Regions from separate parts of the Mus musculus genome. Here region 2 is linked to region 1. A link is a contact called in public Hi-C data. All regions are on one chromosome and are shown on one strand. The core of a region is the stretch at or near the end of the contact, and the rest is flanking DNA. Distances in the headings are between cores, read along the strand shown.

The links. A called contact is a pair of places that touch in the nucleus more often than the background predicts.
Region 2: a contact with region 1 is called in a Hi-C map of CD4 T cells, with 4 times the contacts expected there. The contact joins the promoter of LTO1 here to the promoter of Tollip in region 1. A contact is called at or near these places in 1 of 39 promoter capture datasets (pre-B cells) and 1 of 484 Hi-C or Micro-C datasets (CD4 T cells).

Annotation. Positions count from the first base shown.
Region 1 is chr7:141,900,931-141,905,243 of GRCm38.p6, reverse strand. Tollip (toll interacting protein) reads left to right here and starts at 2,783. Exons shown (of 6, transcript NM_023764.4): 1 at 2,783-2,968. The coding sequence starts at 2,936.
Region 2 is chr7:144,912,721-144,917,390 of GRCm38.p6, reverse strand. LTO1 (ABCE maturation factor) reads right to left here and starts at 2,291. Exons shown (of 4, transcript NM_001357869.1): 1 at 2,062-2,291; 2 at 858-963. The coding sequence starts at 2,153. It overlaps Bc1 (brain cytoplasmic RNA 1), which reads right to left and starts at 2,921. Exons shown (of 1, transcript NR_038088.1): 1 at 2,768-2,921.

The sequences.
Region 1 (4,313 bases), core at 1,534-4,033:
AAAGTTGTATACATGACAACGCACAGATCACAAGTACAAGATGGGTTTTGACAATCTTTTTTTTTCTTTTAAAGAATTATTTATTTTATGTATGTGAGAACACTGTAGCTCTCTTCAGACACACCAGAAAAGGGCATTAGATCCCATTACAGATGGTTGTGAGCCACCATGTGGTTGCTGGAAACTGAACTCAGGACCTCTGGAAGAGCAGTCAGTGCTTTTAACCACTGAGCCATCTCTCTAGCCTGCGTTTTGACTACTACCAGTTATCAGATGATTGGATCTAACAAAAGAAATAGGACCAAACCCTGTATGATGGACAACATGGGCAAAGCTTTGTTGAGACTTCAACTCATGAGCAGAGGGACTTAATGCCAGTTGAAGAGGTGACCAGGCTGCTCACTCAACTAAAGTGGCAGCAGGCTTTTATTGATTGTTTTTCCTGGGAAAGACTAAAGTTTGGTAATTTTTCGATGTCCATGGGCATGTTTTCCTTCTTGTGAAAAAGTATTCTGGCCTTCGAATTTACTTAGTTGATTTAATCTAGGAAATTTTAAGTTACGTTTAGAACTGGTATCAGTGTCTTGCTTAAACATCCTGGCCTTGTGATTTGGTCTGAGCCTTAAAAGGTCATAGAACCTCAGATAATTAAGTCACTATGCTTGGCAAGAGGAAGCACATACCTGCTCCAATGTCCAAGTTAGCCCTGTGGTCTTGGACATAACTGCTTTTCACCCTTTGGTTTGTAGACCAGGCTGGCCTCAATTTCCCAGTCCTGCTCCCATCTCAGCCTCCTAATGATCGGGATTATAGATATGTGCCACTGTACCCAGCAACAACACATTTCTCAGAGTTTCTGTGTGTCTCCATACAGAGTTGAGTAGCATCTTGTGGCAGTTGAGCCCATAGGCTCACATTGGATTAATTGATCCTCAGTGGTGTATTTGAGAAGGGTTAGGAGGTGTGGCCTTGTTGGAGGAGGTATGTCACTAGGGAAAGACTTTGAGGTTTCAAAAGACTGATCCCAATCCTAATATGTCTCTGTCTCCTGCTTGCCTCTCAGTGGTTGCTCCAGCCACCTGCTATCTCTGCTCCACCATCATGGACTCTAACCTTCTGAAACCATAAGTCTAAATTAAACTCTTCTGTAAGTTACCTTGGTCTTATCCCATCAATAGAAAAGCACTACAAATCCGAGTCAAGAGTGAAGGCAACAAAGGGGACAAATACAAGATGATGAACACAGAGATGCTAAGCCTTTCATCCATTTTCTGTTACCCATAACCTCTCTGCTGAGTGGAGTCAGTACTAGCAGCAGAGCTAGTTTTCAAGTTTCTGCAAAGTAACCTAGGTGAATTTTATCATAGTCCACCTATACCAGAGTTTCTATCTGCTGCAAATCTAGTAGAAACAAGTAAGATTATGTCCAGCCACGTGATCCCCACCATGAGAGAGCTTTAAGTCAAGGAAGAACAAATGCTGTGGTTCTGCTCTGACAGACTGTGCCAGGGCTTGAACTGATTTCAGGAACGTACTGAAGCATTTTATGAGATAAAGTTTTTTCTTGGGAACAATTCCCCCTTGGTGTTGTTGGTGGTGGTGTGTGTCTTTTTTAAACTGCTTAGTACTGAAGGATTTGGGATTCATCAGAGGCCATATGTGTGGTCTTAGTCACAAGGGGATCCTATTGTGCTATCCAGATATAATTTTATACAACAGGTTGTCTGCTGCATGTTTAGACACAAGTCACAGGTTTTGTCTATAACCAAGAAGAAAGGATTGAGCAGGGATGTGGACACCAGGAGAGATCAGGGGTCTCTTTAAAACTCTGTCTGCCACAATGGATAGTCTTTTGTGTCTTAGCTTTATCAGCATAGAGATGACAGTTTGGGCAACAGGAGCTAGAGACCGGTGAGAACTGGATATAGATCAGTGTCCAGGAACAGAGCCCAGATGCAGTCCCATGTTATGCCAAGGTAGAGACTGTCACTAGAGTTGGAAGATGTAATCTTAAAGATGAAAGGAACACAAGAGAACATGGTGTGAGTGAGGAAATGTTCTTGGTACTCCTAGACAGTACCAAGTCTATTGCCGCACAAGTAAAAGGGGACCTACAGACTGGTGACCACCATAGGGTAAACTCCTTATAGGAACTACCCTGGTTCTATCTGGCCAAGTATTCTTCTGAAGAGAGTGCTCTGAAAAGGCAAGAGTGGGTGGCCCGGGTTTCCTAGGGACAGATCTTCATCTCTCCATTCATTTAGCAAATCCAAGGCTGGTGGAAGTTTTCCGTCCCACTCTTGTCTCTCCTTCAGCTTGGTTTCTTCTTTTAAAATTTAAATATAAATGTTCTCCCTCCCACAGAATTTTGAGGTAATTCAAGAGCTTGAGGGTAGCTGGTTCTACTGCCATCTGTTTTTTTTTTCGCTCAGGCAGCCAAACCTCAGTTTTCTCCAAGCGGATCACGCACCTGCAAGCGGTGGTATCACAGCTATCTCCAGTTAGGTGACTAGACGCTGTGGCAACTCGACCGAATTGAGATGTGCGTCCCTGTTCTAGGTGTATGCGACTGGGTGAGCAGGCTTCTGCCCGCAGGAGAGTGTTCAGGTTTAGGCATGCGCAAACAGTCTGACAGCCATTTTAACGGGCTGCTGAGCGCCCGAAGGGAGCCACTGCGCAGGCGTGTACGGGAGACCCATTTCCCCCTGAGGTCGGAACACGCGTGCGCGGATTAGCCGGAAGGGGCGGGGCCAGCTATTGCCAAGCTCTGTGCTTTGGGAACGCCGGGGTGGGGCGGGGCGGGGCGACTGTCAGCTGACTGAAGAGCCGATTGCCTCGCGGGACAACGGTCGGCGACGCAGCTTGTGGTGGGAGCGGAAGAGCTCTCCCGGCGGGTCTCTGTGCAGTTGGCGAGGCAGAGGGCCGCCGCAGCACCATGGCGACCACCGTCAGCACGCAGCGCGGGCCGGTGAGTGCTCTGGGCCAGAGCCTGGCTGGGGCAGTGGAGCCTGGGGTCGGACTCCTCAGTCTTTTACGGGGCCCCTCGCGGGTTGCTCTTCCGTCCCGGGGCTTCGCGGGTCCTACCTTCGGGTACCCACCCGGAGCAGCGACTCTCGTCTATCGGACATCTGGGGTGGAGGAAGGCAGAATTTGATGGTTCCCCAGATGCCCACGGGCCCTGAAGCTCCTGGCCTCCTTCATGGAGAGGGATCCTGACTCCCGTGGTCCTCCTGGGTGGAGGCCCTGAATAGGGTTCCTCTACACAGAAGAAACCTTACCCCATTGGTCCCCAGATGGAGTGGGACCCCGACTTCCCTTAGTTCCTCAGATAGAAAGGGCCCTGAACCCCTTACGTTCTCAGATCTATCACCTGCTTGGTCTCCCAGATGGACACAAGCCCTGACTCTTGGTCTCCCAGATTGAGAGTGGTACTGACTACATTAATTTCCCAAACTGAGAGGTGCCTTGGTTCCCCGTCTCTCAGAGGAGTGGAGTCGGACACCTTTGGTCCCCCAAAGGAGAGAGATAACCTGGTCTCCTTGGTTTCAGAAATGGTGAAAGATCCCACTTTGTAGTCTGTCCTTACTTGTGACAGTTTCCTCTTCTCCCTAACATCTATAGAAAATAGGGTACTACCTCTTGAGCTTAGTTAGTGGCTACCTTTTCAAGCCTCAATTTCTTCATTTATAAACGAGGAGAGGGGAGCAGAGAACTTGGAAGACCCAACAGGGTTGTCTCTTCAGGATTGTCTTGGGTTCTATTATACTACCTGTCTCACCTCCCCTAGTGTGTATGGCCTCCCAGTAGCTCCCTGAGACTGGTGTGGGTGGGATGTTGTTAGCCAACTGTGGCTGTGTGGAGTAGAACATTGTTCTGATCAGCACCTCAGTGCCTTTTCCCCTGAAGTTAATATTGAGTGTGCCTGCAAAGCCTGTGGTTTCCCAGAGTTTTTTCACCCTGACAGCTTGGTGTTGATTGTGTGTGTGTGTGTGCGTGTGTGTGTGTGTGTGTGTGTGTGTGTGTGTGTGTGTAACAGGTAACTCCTTGGGATAGATTACTGATTTCCTGACTTTGAAGAAAGCCTCAGGCTTGTTAGATGCTTTTTAGGAGGGCTTTGAAGCCAGATCTCCTGAGCCACTGTCAAACTTGGATGGAGATTTCCAATGTTGGAGTTACTTTCATGTTCATCAACCCTTCTTCATCCTCACGGTGTCTCAGCAAACTATAGAAGATTGATGGTGGCTGCCAGAGGAGAAAGGGAGACAGAGCTTTGCCCTTTTCATATCCCCTGCCAAGTGGACACATGGCCAAGG
Region 2 (4,670 bases), core at 1,042-3,541, 3.0 Mb before region 1:
ATACTGTAGCTGGCACCCGGTCCTCGTCCAGGGTCTGTGTATAAACTACAGAGGAAAGCAGAGTGCTCAGCTTCTCGGTCTAGTTTCTCAGACTGGCTAGAAAAAGCAATGCCACTGTGCCTTGCTCTCACAGGCTACTTGCTTTGGAGTGTCATGAGGACACCTGAGCAGAGGATATCAATTAGATGGTGTGCTATCTTAGGGATAGATCCCTGGCCCAGCCAGACCTTCGGATTAGACTGGAGCCCTTCTGACACATGGCTTCTTCTGACCCTAGGTACTGTGTGACATAACCAAAGATTGTTACTTCAGAGACCCATAGATCTGTAGGGACCTGCTTTGTGGCATCAGGTATCTGACACTATCATGACCTCTTCTGCCAGTCAGGATCAGGGATCTGGAAGAGGGAGCTAAGCAAGGACAAAGACAAGGGAAGAAAAACTGTGGAGCCTATGGGATGTCACAGTGAACATGGCACACATCTGGGTGAGGCCGGAACTGGCTAAAGATATGAGACAGCGCTGTGCTACTCCATAACCAACTTTGGTGACTCTGTGCTAAGGATTTTCTGTCTGGGCGATGAATCCACACCAAAGGCCTTGTAGTGGGGAAAAGGCAAGATGCTGTGAGGAAAAGTTCAATGCCTTTGTTCTTCTCCTCAAGGCACTGTTTCAAAGCCATGGCCTTATGCATGCTGGTGCATGCTCTGCTGTTGAGCCACTTCCCCAGCCTGGTTTTTGGAGACAGGATCTCACTATCTAGCTGAGGCTTGCCTAGAGTTCCCTGACTGTTGGGATGACAGGTAAGGACCACCACACTCATCTATGAAGTCACTTCTAGGCAGCCCTCTCACTTACCTCAGACCCAATCTTGGCTCCATGTACCATGCCATACCGCTTTCCTTCAACGATCCCCAAGCTACTGCCTTCTTCATAGCCTTCCTGATATCCCTCCCCATGGAATCTGTGATAAAGAAACACACATCATCAGGCAAGATACCTCTTCCTGCCTTGTATTATCCAGATCCCACTGGACCCAGCAGTCTGGGTAGTAGGAAAAGCTTAAAACTCAAGTCACAGAATACAGCTTCTAGGTCTAGCTCTTCTACACCCTGGCCCATTACTGTGCCCATTAGTCCCATTTTTGAGGCAGTATCTCACTGTGCAGCCAAGGCTGGCCTCCAATTCAAGCAGCCCTGCCTCTAGCTCTTGAATGCTGAGATTACAGGTGTGTGCCACCATCTCCAAGAGGAGCCCTGATACATATGGGCTACATTCTGTGGCAAACACTCTACTAACTGAACTACAGCCCCAACCCCTAGAAAGCCAGGTTATCATCTGTAACTGTAGGTAGGCTACACAGATGACTACCAAACCCAGCCGAGCACCAGAACCCACAAGGAAAATGTAAAGATACAAACTCAAGCAAGCTCGGAACACACTAGGAATCTACTTTTGAAAATGTAGGTGTGAGGGTAGGTGCATCTGAGCCTACATGCCATCATAACTCAACCTGTTTGTTTCTAAAACACTCCAAGCACCCAGGACTCCTCACACCTCTGTAGAGGTACAGAAAATGTCCCCAAGATCAAGACAGTATGCCACCACTGGGATGCTCTGGGTAGGTGGGTATTATTGTGTCTAAGAGTTCAACCCTCAAACTGGCAATAAATTGCTGCCGGCGCTGTTGAAGGAATGTTCTGGAAGCCCCCATGTGAGGCAGTGAACAGCTCCCCATTTGGGGGCGTGGGCATCTGCCAGGACCCGACTCCCTAAACCGAGCCTGAGCAGTCACCCGGGGAGGTACCCAACCCACAATGAGCAGCCAGCCTGGAGAGGCCAAGATGACCTGGGCCACCGTCCCGCCCAGGCGTTCCCTGGGGACTTTTCAGGATCCAAAGGGGCCTGCCCGACATATCCATCAGCAGACCCATGAATACCGCCGTATGTGCGGCAATTAAAGGACAAGAAAAAGTGGCAGCTCGCAGATGGCGAAGGCGGGTATCCCCGAGGACTGCCCAGCAGCTGCCGGGGCGGGGCGGAGCCGGGTCTCTCTGCCCACCTCTCATCCGCCATCACGACGGCGTCAAATATGTCCTGCTCCACGGCCATGGCGGTGTCTCGGCTCTCCCCCGGCCCTCGCATTCCTTTCATTCTGTGTAGTAATCGCCAACTGGCGAGACGCGATCACAAACGCCCGGATTGTCAGAATGAAGAAGACACTTCCGTGTATGCCGCGCGGAGCAGGGCGGGTAAGGACGGCAAGCTAAAGAAGCCAAAAAAAAAAAAAAAGCCCATCCCACTGCGCATGGGTAGATGCTACATGGGCGGGGCTAGCCCGAGGGAAGCCTTGCTCCTCCTCCTTGGTACCGCTCGCTCCGTGGTGGGTGGGGCGGGTCAGGTCGCTTGGGGCACGTCGTCTGGGTCGCTCGCGGTGTCCAGACGAACCCTGCTTTTATTTTCAAAATCCAAACAGATGGGACCGAATTCACAAACGTGGGTCTTAAAGAAATGAGAAAAGTTACCAAAGATCTGGCACAGGGGCGTTCCCAGGAAATGGAGGAAGGGCCCAAGGGGCAGGCTTCAAGGAGGGAGGAGTATCCGGCATCCTCTGCTGTCACCGGACTGTCAATCACCGCATCTGTACACTGCACCGGACCCTCCCTGAGGGCTGGAAACGATTTGATACTGCGATATCCTAAAGGGCAGATAATAAATATTGCCCCCAGACATGAAAATGCCCTTGGGGGGGGGTCTTTGAAAATGAAAAAGGTTGTGTGTGCCAGTTACCTTGTTTTTTTTTGGTCTTTTTGTTATTTTGTCTTTTTTTTTTTTTTTTTTTTTTTCCAGAGCTGAGGACCGAACCCAGGGCCTTGCGCTTGCTAGGCAAGCGCTCTACCACTGAGCTAAATCCCCAACCCCGAACGCTAGCACTTGCTGCCAGTATTTAAAGCAAAACTGAAGTATTTCATACACAGTCAAGTATCAGGTGGTTCCGAAGGGCTGGCCGGCAGGAGGAGCCACTTTGTCCAAGCGCTCCAATCTCACAGGCACCCACTCTTCAAACAGCAGAAATTGAAGTTAGTTTTCTCATCATTTCCATCAGAGATACCTTCCAAAGTATAGTTTTAAAGAGTATTCCACAGTACAGTAAGTTCCTTAGGCAACAATTGCTAACAAGTTAATCAGCTCCTGTATAAAAGAGACCAGAGATACAACACTGTAATTGATGGAGGGCTGAATAAGTAAACACGCCACTTGAACTGAATTTCATCTGTGCAAATGAATCCTTAACTATAACAAAATGCTTTTTGAAAATGAGAACTACTGTGTCAGACAGAAGAGAGAAGTTTGAGTCTGGTGATGAACATGATGGCATGTTGACTGAAGAAGAGATAAGCCTGGAGAACAGCCTAGAATGTCTCCTAGGAGTAAAACTTCCGTGATAAAAATAAAATCACAAACTTCAGGAAGGATAGAGCAGTGAGCACTCGCCATGACAGGCAAGTATGGTTTCTCAGGAAAATAAAGTGAGTCCCTCACACTCTGCTCACGCTGCTCACACTGCTCATCAGAAGAGTCTACACCAAGTAAAAAGTTAACCACAAAAAGAAAAAGGAGGCCAGGTGCGGTGGCAAAGGTCTTCTTTTAATCCCAGCACTTCGGAGGCAGAGGCAGGCAGATTTCTGAGTTCGAGGCCAGCCTGGTCTACAGAGTAAGTTCCAGGACAGCCAGGGCTACACAGAGAAAACCTGTCTCAAAAAATGAAAAGAAAAAAAAAGATGTGGGTACAAAACAGATTCATCCTGGAAGCAGGGACAGTGGCCCCCACTTGTAAGCCCCATGTGGGAAGCTGAGGGAAAAGAACTGCCATGAATCTGAGGCCAACCTGGGCTACAGAGTGCATTCCAGACTGGTCTGGGCTGAAGAGTGAGACCATATCTCAAAACATAAAATATAATTGTTTAGAAATAGATGAATGAGCCGGGCGTTGTGGCGTACGCCTTTAATCCCAGCACTTGGGAGGCAGAGGCAGGCGGATTTCTGAGTTCGAGGCCAGCCTGGTCTACAAAGTGAGTTCCAGGACAGCCAGGGCTACACAGAGAAACCCTGTCTCGAAAAAAAACAAAAAAACAAAAAAACAAAAAAAAAAAGAAATAGATGAATGAATGAATGAATTCATCCTAACAGGAGAAAATAGCAAGCTAATGGGCCTTTTGTATGGCACAGAACTGAGCAGCAGGTGTCTGGCCTTTAAATTGGGTAGAGTCCCAGGAGGAACAGACGGAGTCCACGGAAAGAGCAGCCAGAAGTAGCATCTGCCTTCTGAGATGGTTAAAGGCCCTGAGCCCTCTGTTTGGTGGAATTAAAGGGAACTTTCATTGTTCACCAATGTATGAATTTGAGCTGACTTTTGGTCAGATGGTTCAAAAGGATAAGAAGGTCATTTGAAAGTCTGTCCGCTTTGACCTGGTAGTTTAATTTTGTTTGATTTTTGTCTGTGGGAAGTAGTCAGAGAACTGTGGAGATTTGACACCCTATAATGAGCACTGTGGTGAGACTTGTAAAACCTAGCTGGATCTGGTGACAGCCACGGAGAGCAAAGCTGTCAGGCACTAGGAGACTCACTTAAGTTCACACTAGAAAGATGACAAATGCTGACCGTGGCCA